Regions from separate parts of the Rattus norvegicus genome. Here region 2 is linked to region 1. A link is a contact called in public Hi-C data. All regions are on one chromosome and are shown on one strand. Each heading gives the region's core, a stretch centred on a gene start, on an enhancer-like site or on the middle of the called end of the contact. The rest is flanking DNA. Distances are from core to core; before and after follow the strand shown.

What was found. Hi-C and Micro-C count contacts between places; a contact is called where the count stands out from the background.
Region 2: a contact with region 1 is called in a Hi-C map of liver, with 4 times the contacts expected there. The contact joins the enhancer-like site here to the promoter of Itsn1 in region 1. A contact is called at or near these places in 9 of 12 Hi-C or Micro-C datasets (the A7r5 cell line, the Rat2 cell line, Schwann cells and 4 more).

Annotation. Positions count from the first base shown.
Region 1 is chr11:44,462,478-44,467,594 of GRCr8, forward strand. It overlaps Itsn1 (intersectin 1), which reads left to right and starts at 2,070. Exons shown (of 39, transcript NM_001136096.3): 1 at 2,070-2,302. It overlaps Cryzl1 (crystallin zeta like 1), which reads right to left and starts at 1,316. Exons shown (of 13, transcript NM_001013044.1): 1 at 1,286-1,316.
Region 2 is chr11:44,518,655-44,523,771 of GRCr8, forward strand. The region is part of intron 4 of Itsn1 (intersectin 1); the gene reads left to right. Among named protein-coding and RNA genes, the nearest start is that of Itsn1, 57 kb to the left of the region's middle. Within about 2 kb of position 2,832, at least 12 of the 93 cell types and tissues checked have an H3K27ac peak or open chromatin away from gene starts, as enhancers often do. A contact at or near this core is called in liver, where this site is marked.

The DNA of each region.
Region 1 (5,117 bases), core at 820-3,319:
CCTTCTACATGCTGACACAGAAGAAGGGATGCAATTAGTTAGAAAAAGTCAGTAATCATTACACACTGCAGTGGCTGATGTCTAAGATGTAGAACTCCCAAGACACAGGATCCCGCAATAGGATGCCGGGTGCTACAAGGACTGAGTATGCATTATGAAAGCTGGCTTCTAATAAATGTTACTCTTTCCTAGTATTTTTGTAAGCTCAGTCTTGTATCTTGAAAGTAGTTCCGAGCCCATGTAACAGAGTGGCAAGGGGATGGTCACTGGCAGTCACCTGAATAACATTGCTGAGTTTCTGCAATGGTCCCTTGTATCATCTGGATTTGTACGGCGGCTAATAGCCACAGGTGGCTACTAAGCGCTTGAGTGGTATGCAGTTAGGATGAAGGTATGCTGTGAGGGTAAAATGCACAACAGATCTGCAAGGCTTAGTATTTAAAGAACACACGGTCTCATTTAAATATCTGATTCTTTTAAAGGTTGAAATAATATGTGGAGAAACTGGTTTAAAAGGAACATAAAAATTAATTTCATGTGGTCTCTTTACACTGTCCAAATGTGGCTCCCAGGAAATCTAAAAGCACCTAGGTGCCTAGAACATTTTTCCTGGATTGGCAATGCAAAACTCAGCATCTACTGTGGACTGCCTATACTTGGGAGCTTGTTTAAGATGCCCATACTCAAAATATTCTTAAAAAAAAAAAAAACAACCCAAAAAACAAAAAACAAATGCAGACCATCAGGCCCAAATCCAGAATCAGTATCTGAGCCTCCTCATGACCCTGGGATAATTCTTTAGTATGGCTCAAGTATGGACTACTGGATGAAGCAGGCAATTCCTGACCCAAGGCCCCATTACTGTGAACACCCGTCCTTGCTTGCTTTAGGAAACCGCTTATTGGAAATGCCAAGAAAAGGGTAAGAAGGGTGACAAGGGAAGTAGTAACGGAGACAGCATCAGAAACAGTGGTAGGGAGAAGCTGGGGTGGGGAGGACTCAACTGAGAGAAAGGCAATTCTAGACCTTTGTCTACATAAACGCGGAGGATGAAGCAAAGACCCACAATCCAAACCTAGCCAGTGTCAGGAACTGTCCGTCAAATCTAGTATTACCCGCCCCTCAGCGGCCTCAGCCAAGCTAGGCCAGAGCAGGAGCAGCTCTGAGGTCGGCGTGTGATGCGAAGCACCAATCTCCCCAAGGTTAGACAACTCCTTCAGACGTTTCTCCATCTTTTGCCCAAAGTCCCATTTCACGAGACACATATCGTTCTTCCCTGGCTCACCTGGCTTGGAGCAACCTCAACCGCCAGCGCCTTCGCCGCCGCCACCTTCCCAGTCCTTCTGCAGAGAGCCCGCCTTCGTAGGTCCAAACAGTACTGCCATTGGTCGGACTGCCCGTCACTACCGCAGGATGACCGATCTGGGGGAGGCTGTGACGAGCGCCATAGCAACCGAACCCGGAACTACAATTCCCAGCATGCTCCTCCCTGTAGAGAGGCGAGTCATCCCAGGGACCACCAATACTTGGGAGAAGTTGGGCGTTGCCGAGATGGGTTCCGTTTTATGCAAATTAGAGTAAAAGGCCACACCCTTCCTCATTCCAACCGTACTCCCTACCATCTTTCTTCAGTCTTTGTCTCTGTCGCCTCTCGTTCCCACGTTCTTTCTGCAAAACCTTCAATTTAGTTAAATGTATGCTAGCTACTGTCGCGCATAGAAAAGAGCAAAGCGCCAAATCATGAAACAAAAATCTCCGTACGCATAGACCAGAAACCTCTAGTTATGCCTTCATGGGACGAGACAAGGACTGGGAGGAAAAAGGGTGCTTCCCGAACCACTTAATTGGTTTATCTCGCTGCCACTCTGTACACCTCCAATTCCTGTGGCTAGTCCTTTTTTCCCCAGTGGGCGGAGTCATGCGAACGAATGAGAAGGCGTGGTCTCGGCCGTCCGATTGGCAGGCGGTTATTCCCGCCCATCTATGGGTGGAGCGGAGGGCTGGCTGTGGGCGGAGGGGCGGCGGCGGAGGGAGATGAGGAGATAGGCGGGAGCGAGGGAGCGAAGGAGCGGAGGGCGAGAGGAGTGGAGCGGCACAGGGAGGGCGCGCAGCTTGGTTGCTCCGTAGTACGGAGGCTCGCGAGGGAGCATCCCGAGCGGGCTCCGGGACGGCCGAGAGGCAGGCGGGCGAGCGGGCGGGCGGGGATGGTGTGCGCGGCTGCGGACCCTGCGTTCCTCCGCGCGGCGTGCGGGCTGCACTGATTTGTGTGAGGGGCGGCCGCGCGCACCCGCCCGGAGATGAGGTGAGGAGCTGACGCGGGCGGCCTGGCGCGCGGGCGGGGGTCGGCGATGGCCGCCCGGGGTCGGGTCCAGCGGCCGGGCGCGCGTCCCCGCGGCCGCCGTCGCCGCTCTGCCTGGTCTTTCTCATCCTCCCGGGGGCGGCGGGGCGGGCGGGCCGCGGCGGTGGCGGCCGCGGGACGGGCTCCGGTGAATGGGCGTCCGCAGCCACTGCCGGCGCTCCCGAGGGGGCATCGCGGCGGGCGGTCCCTTCCACCGCTGACCCCTCTGCCCTCGGCCGCCGGAGGGTGGGGGGCCGGCCCGGCCTCCCGGGGATCCCGAGCTCGCGGGAGACGCATCGCGCCGCCCGCGGGTGCCCCCGGCCTCGAGTCCCCGGCTCATCCTTTTTCTCCGGCGCCTCCTTGGAATACCCTGTCAAGTGAAGGGCGGTCAATGCCGTTCGGGCCGAAGTGGTGCGGCCGGGGCTGGCTCTGATGGCATTTAACAGAAAGCGGCTCCCCTTGCAGCGGGCGCGCGTCCCCTGGTCGGCCGCTTCGCCCTCCGTGCGCACGCACTGACTTGGGTGTCTGCTATGGACCCAGGGCACAGTTGCGGTCCCTCTTGGGGGCGGGGGCGGGGGGGGGGGACCAGGAAATGCAATCCGGATTCCCAGAAAAAAGAAAAGAAAAGCAAGGATGAGCTGGCTGGACCTCCCTTCACTTCTGTTTCCCTTTGGTTTGGAGGACAACTTCGCTGATCCTCTTGCCTATGAGCAATCTATTGTTGTGAATCAGACTACAGACATTGCTTTTGAAGGAATAGATTAGTGGCTTCTTGCTGCAGTTTGAGGGTGTAGAGGTATTCGGTAGCATCTTGAATGTGAAAGTTTGCGGCTTTGCCCTCACCGCTGCTATTCGGAAAACAACCAACCTGGAAATGTAAGTGCATGCAGACTCTGGCCAGATACGGTTCTTTTGTGCTTATCTGTTGGTATATTTCATTTGGTACTTCGTGGTCAGAAACATAGAGCATAAAGAAAGAGTCTGATAGCATAGATAGTGAAAGCATAGGAATACATGCCTGTGGAAAATATCAGTTCTATTTTCAGGGAGGCCGGTTTACTAATCCCGATGAATTGATGAAGAGAAAGGCTTGCTCATGGATTATGTGGTGGACAGGATGTGAGGGCAGGAGCTAGGGCCAGGAGCCCACAGGCCAGCTGCTTGGCAGGGCATTTCTTTAAATGCTCTTAACTGGAGGGATGTATCTGTTTGTTGGGATAAAACTTTTATTTTTAGAAGACGTTTACAGTGAAAAGTGCAGACAGTTCAACAACCATTATGGTTACCATTTTTGCTACTTAACTTTTTTTTAAAACTAGTTTGATTGAAATGTTTTGTATGTGTGTGTGAGTTTCCTTATGACCTAAGAACTTATAAGAAAGCAGCATCTCTCTGTAGGAGACATGTAAAGAAGTCAGGAAACTATAAAGGATTTAAATGAAGAAGTGAAGGACACTGATTTGGTGACAGGGCATAGATACTCCATACACTTCTATGTGTAAGGAGCCACAGTAAGGAGCCTTTTTGAGAGTACATGTTTAAAAAAGTGGTATTTATTTTTTAAAAAAGTGTCTGTTATTGAAATTGCTGAGGATCGCGGTACTGCCACAAAACTATTATTATTCTGCCTGAGTAAGAGAGGAACTGAGCACATTTCTAATGTACTTTGGAACCCTGTGAATTGTTCAGATGCTGAGCATTGTGAAATAGGGCATGAAATGAGTGGTGGCAAGTTAGTTCCCTGAAATGTTTGTCCCTCAGCATTTTCTGTCTTTCTTTTGCTGGTGACTAGCTGTTTCCTTTTCCTGTGGGCATTCTTTATCTTTCCCCAAATACCTAGATTGAGACACACCCTTAAAACACTTGGAAGAGATTAAAAGGGAGGCCCTAGTAAATTCCTCTGCCAGTGCCTTTTCTCTTTTGGTGTTTGAACCAGGACTTGGAGAGTGCTAAGTGTGTGGCCCTAGCACCTAGCTACAACCCCAGCCTCACACTGGTCTTTGTGTGTGGTGCTGTCGTTTGAACCTGGAGACTGTGAGGCTAGGCAGATGCTACAGTCTCCTCCTTTTAATTTGCTAAACTTGTGACTACCGGCTGGGTTTATGTCAGACTTCTCTTGAGTGACTCCCTCCTGAATGACTCCACTTGCTGGCTCCATCCGAGTCTGGCATTCAGATATCTTTACATCAGCTTAACAGGTCTCTGCCTCTCCACCTCAGAGTCAGACAGTGGGAAGTATATTTTCAGTACCGTTTCCAGGAAATTCTCCAGGCCGGCAGATTCAGAGAACCTTGGCGGCGTGCTTCTTTCTTACTGAGTGTCTCCAAAGTGGATGATAGCAAGCTTGTCAAGTGGCAGGAGTTTTACATGTTGTGATAAATGTTTCAGAAGAGCAGAGTTGACTGTGGTCTTCCTAGAGACTGAACCAGTGCCCCTTGGATAGTTGCAGAATGAATGGGTGAACCACTTTGCAGCGATCCTGGTGTTTTAAGTCTTCACCTGCCAAGTTAGTCACATCACCAAGTAGTCATAAGCGCTGTGTCCTAGTTGGTTCCTCTAAGCTTGACCAGTCTTGAATGTACAGTCTTGCTGGATGGCATGCTGGAAGGAGGTCTAGCAAATGTTGCTTTAAGGACTCAAAATTTAATGTAGCGTCTAATCATTTCACCTACCCTTTCATAAATGATGGTAGTCCTAACATAAGAATCACTTGTGGGAAATGTGGACAGTAGGTACGCTTTCCAACATGACTTTCATGGTATGTGACCTTCACTCTCCT
Region 2 (5,117 bases), core at 1,582-4,081, 57 kb after region 1:
CCTTAGCAGTTCTCGTGTCATGAAATTTCAAATTGCTGACACTGCAGATGACCTGAGTCTCGGTTCCTAGCACCCATGTTGACTGTCCCCAACTGCCTGTAATTCTAGTTCCAAGGGGTCTGACACCTCTGGCCTCTAAGGACACTGGTGTTTATGTGCTTGCCGAGATGCATGCCCACAATTGGAAGTAAAATATATCAGTTTTTAAAAAGTTAACCATACGTGACATGATGGCGCATGCTTATATTCACAGCCTTTTGAAGGTAGAAAAAACAGGAAGACCCAGAGTTTTAAGACCAGCCTGGGCTACATGAGATCAGCTTCAAATGTGAACCCCACGCCCCTCAGGAAACAGACATTTAAAACTCTCCTTTAAGGAGATGGAAAGGTGGCTCAGTGTTTAAGAGCACTTGCTGCTTTTTCAGAGGACCTGAGTTCAATTCCCAGCCCCAACATGCTGGCTCATGACTGTTTTAACTCCAGTTCCAAAGGATGCAGTGCCCTGTTCTGGCTGGTGAAGGCAGCAGCCGTGTATTTGGCCCACACATACACATGCAGCCAAATACCCAGACACTAACATTAATTAGTTAAGTTAATTAAGGCTCTCATTGAGACCAAAATCCAAAGCAGTCACCAAATGGCCAAGTCCAGTATGATCCTGCTTTTGCATGTTTCATTTCCTCTTTGCTCTCATCTCAGCTGACTCTTGTTACAGTGTCTACTCCAGACACTAACCTCTCTGTTCCTTGCTGGGGCAGGTCTCTCCTTGCCTCACTGTATTGGTGTCTCCTCCTCCTGAGTTGTAGCCACTCACTGTCTTGCTAGTTTCAGTTTGTTGTCCTGCAGAGGGGTGCTCTCTGGTGAATCTGTCCTAAGTTCACCTACTTACTCCACTCCCTGTCACCCTCACGTCTCAGTGGGGGGTCTCTATCCCAGGGCCTAGAGAACACTGGGCAATGGGATTAACCACTGAAACAAAGCTCCCACCCTTCTCGCTGGTCTTCGTCACATCTAGAACCACCCATGCTAATCTGATTTGTTCTAAACAAGAAGGTAGAGACCTGTCTATTCTTAATTTCTAGATAATGCTCACACTGTAGCAGGTGCACCCAAAGTGTGTGCTGTTGTTGTAAAAATATACAAAAATATGGCTGGCTTTTATCCCCTACTAGGTTTGCACCGCAGTGCCCCAAGATGTCTGCTAGAATCTTGCCTGAAACATACATTCCAACTCCACAGCAGCCCGGTGTCTCTGTCACCGCACACTCTCTTAAACTCAAATCGCCACATGAAAGAACACACAGCACAGTAGCCTCTGAGCCAACTGATAGGATACAATTGCCCACCTAAACATACAAACCCTGTCCACATCCATCCCTTAAGAACATTCATAACAACCTACAAAGGTACAGCGTACTTAATGTCAGCCTCCGTGTTGTCTCTTGGATACTCTCTCGTCCCTCCCCCTCTCCCGTTCCTGTCTCCTCCTCTTCCTTCAAACTTTTCTCCCACCCCTCCTTCCTTCTCGTCCAATGACAGGCCTCATTATATCTTGTACCTGCCTCACCTGTGATATCTTCCCACAGTGTGCGTGTATATGGTTAATGAATGAATTTCCAAACTGGTTTGTCTTCCTATGGCTTGGCCTTGCTTTTACATTAGTGGGCACCAAATGGCAGATGAATGGCTGGTGGCAAGTCTGCATGGAGCTTCATTAAGTTCTGAAAGCAGCGGTGTATGCTGGGAAGGGTGTGCTAGGACGTTCTTCCAGTCTGCACTGCAGGCTGCTCTGCTTACCTCACCGAATCGTTTGCTCTCATTGTTGTTTATTATTGTGGTTTATTGCAGGCACGGACTGTGTCAGGTTTTGTGTTTGTGTGTGGTTTATTGCAGGCACAGACTGTGTCAGGTTTTGTGTTTGTGTGTGGTTTATTGCAGGCACAGACTATATAAGGTCTTGTGTTTGTGTGTGGTTTATTTCTTCCTTACACTAAGAGTAAGCTGTAAACTACCTAACTTTTGGCCTCTATCACTCAATATATCCTGGAAGCCACTGATCACTTGTCCCTTGTTTTCTTCTCAGCACACAGTGCTTGTCATGGTAGCAGGCACGCCATCACGGTAGCAGGCACGCTGTTGTGGTGCTACATGCTGTTTCTGTCCTGTTTCCATATTAGGTTGTTTCCGGTGTACTGTGGTTTCTGATAACATGGTGATTACAGAAAACACTGCTGTGAACAGCTCTTAGCCGTGTGTTTTTTGTTGTTAAATGAACCTTCAGAGTCGATCCATAAGTGTGTGCAGTTGCTGGTTCTAAGTAAATGATTACCCAGCTCTCTTACCACTTGGAGTTGTAATTTTCCCACCAGCAGTGTGTGAGAGTAGTGTATGATTTGTTTTATTTGTATAAATCAAGAAAAGCAGACCATTGGTGTCACAGTTACTTTTCTATTTCCGTGATAAAACACCATGGTGGAGGCAACTTACAGGACTGGTGTTGTGGGCTTGAGGTCTCACAGGATAAGAGCCTTCACCGTCACACTGGGGTAACAGGGCAGCCAGCAGCAGGGATGGCTGCAGGAGCAGCTCAGGACTCATATCTTTAACCACAAACAGGAAGCAGAGACCACATAGAGGAGTCTTTTAAACCTCAAAGCCCACCCATGGTGACACACTTCCTGAGCCTCCTCAAACAGGGCTGCCAACTGGAGACCAAGTGTTCAAATGCCAGAGGCTGTGAGGGGCATTGATTACTCTAAGCACCGCTCTGCATCTCTGCTCCTGTCTCACTTGCCCCTGCTGGAACCACTTCTCTCCATGGCTAACCTCTGATTCCAAGGCCAATTACCAGAGTCACGTGTAACAGTTGCTTGCTGGGTTTACCATACACGATTCCTCTGATATAAGTTTGGTGTCAATATTGTCCAAACTTAGTTACCTTGGAAGGGATTAGAAGTTGACTGGAGCAGTGGCCCCAAGTTGCTTATGAAAAGGCTGACGGAGCTAAAGTGTTTTGCTTGGCCCAAACCCTTGAACAGTGGAGTGGCCGCTGCTATGGAGCAGCAGCTGGAGTCTGCTGTGCCAGTGCTGGGAGGGAGAGCGCAGAGGGTCGGCCTTTGTGAGGAGCTGTGTTTCCAGAACTTCCCTGAGCTCTCTGTTACGAGGGAGTTTGAATACTTACGTTTTGTTAATTCGGGGGAAAAGTCTTTTTGAAAACTGCAGACTTGAGGGTCAGCCATGTATTAGACCTGTGCTGGGTGCCGAGATGTGAAGCTCTGGCCCCGAGGGCTACATGTTTCCTCTCTCCTTCCCCAAAGAGGTGGAAAGAATTTGAGAAGCACTAGATTATTCTAGTTAAATTCTTATTTAAAGCCTCTTCTTCCTTAGCCCATTGAACTTTTCTAGTTTCCACCAAGAATGCCTTTTAGGAGAAGTGTAGGGGATGAAGGGTGGCCATCTGCCTGTCCTTTATTTAACCATAAATAAAAACATGGAATCTTTGTCTCTTGTAAAGCATCTGACTTTACATAGCTGAGCATGTTAGAAATACTTTGCAGAAGGAGGACAGATTGCCACCTTGCTTGTGTCTTTTAAATCTGAAAGCTTTTGCAAAAGTCACTGGGCACCAGGTCCTTTCGCAAATACAGGTGCAGAGCCCAAGCAAGTAGACTTTCACAATGTGTGAGCTCCACGGCACTTTGACCTGCTTGGGTGTAAGCCAGAGACAGGATATTCATGGGACTGTGCGATTCTGTCAACATTGGTATTTATTTCAGTAGATAAAGGACAAAGCACGACATCATCAGTCCAAAAAGAAGATGTAGATTAAGACTTGAGAAACAACTAAACAAACACAGAGACCTTGGCCTCCCAGAGGCTATGGGAGCTCAGCGTCAGAGCTCTTGGACAACATAGGAGAAGGGCCTGTAGTCCTAACACTTAGGGCAGGAGGAACAGGGGTTTATGGTCATTCTCTCTATAGAATTGCAGGCTACCTGCAACCCTGTCTTAAAAGCAGATGCACAAATGAGTAAGACAAGTTACTAAGCAAAAGTCCCAACTAAAAGTCATTCTAAGTAGTAAAGTACTCAGTCCATCTCTCTAAACTCAGAGCTAAGTAGAGATGTGCTCAGCAGTGACTGGAAAAGATTGTTAAAAATATTACAAAAGAAAAATGGCGCCTTACTCTCTACTTAGGTCATTGTATTAGTGATGTACGCTTACAAGTTTGGTAATACAGTTATAGCATAAGTGACTAATAAAAGTTTATGCATATGTTTAAATCAGGGTCTTATAAACACCTAAAAAATAGATACCTAGGGAATTATACGACTTTCAATTCTGATAAAATTTTATAGAATACATTTGTCAATAAGATTTTATGAACACATATGCATGTGTGTACACATGAATAGAGATGCACGAGTGTGTGCATGTGTCTGTTTGGAAGCTAGAAGTAAACTTCAGGGTTTGTTCCTTAGGAACCGTCCACCTTGGTGGTATACTTTTTATTTATGTGTATGTATACATCGGTGTGAGTATATGCTGTGTGTGTGTGTCTGTGTGTGTCCATGTGTCTGTCTGAGAGTCCAGAATAGGGTGTCAGGTTCCTTGGAATTGAGTTTTTATCTGTATGACTGTTTTCGTGTGTGTGTGTGTGTGTGTGTGTGTGTGTGTGTGTGTGTGTGTGTGTGTGTAATCAGTGCATCATGCATCACATGTGTACAGTACCTTGCTTGGGTACTTTCTGTCTCTTGCCAGAAGAGAGTATCGGATTCCCACAAGAACTGGAATTAGACAGTTGTAAGCAGTGCTGGGAGGTGACCCTGAGTCCTCTGCCAGAGCAGCCAGCAGTCTTAGCAGCTGAGCCATTGCTGGAGCCTCTGCATTGTTTCTGCTCCTGAGACAGGGTCTCGTCTGGGACCTGGGACCATCAGAGGGGCTAAGCCCAGGGCAGATCTGTCTGCCTCACTTTCCTGGGGGAGGATCACAAGCACCCAGCACCACGCCTGGCTTTTATGTAGGCTGGGGTTTCAGGTCCTTATATTCATGCTGCAAGCTCCTGCTTGACCAGCTTACTCCAGTATCAAAACCAGTCCCCTTAAAACGGCAAACAG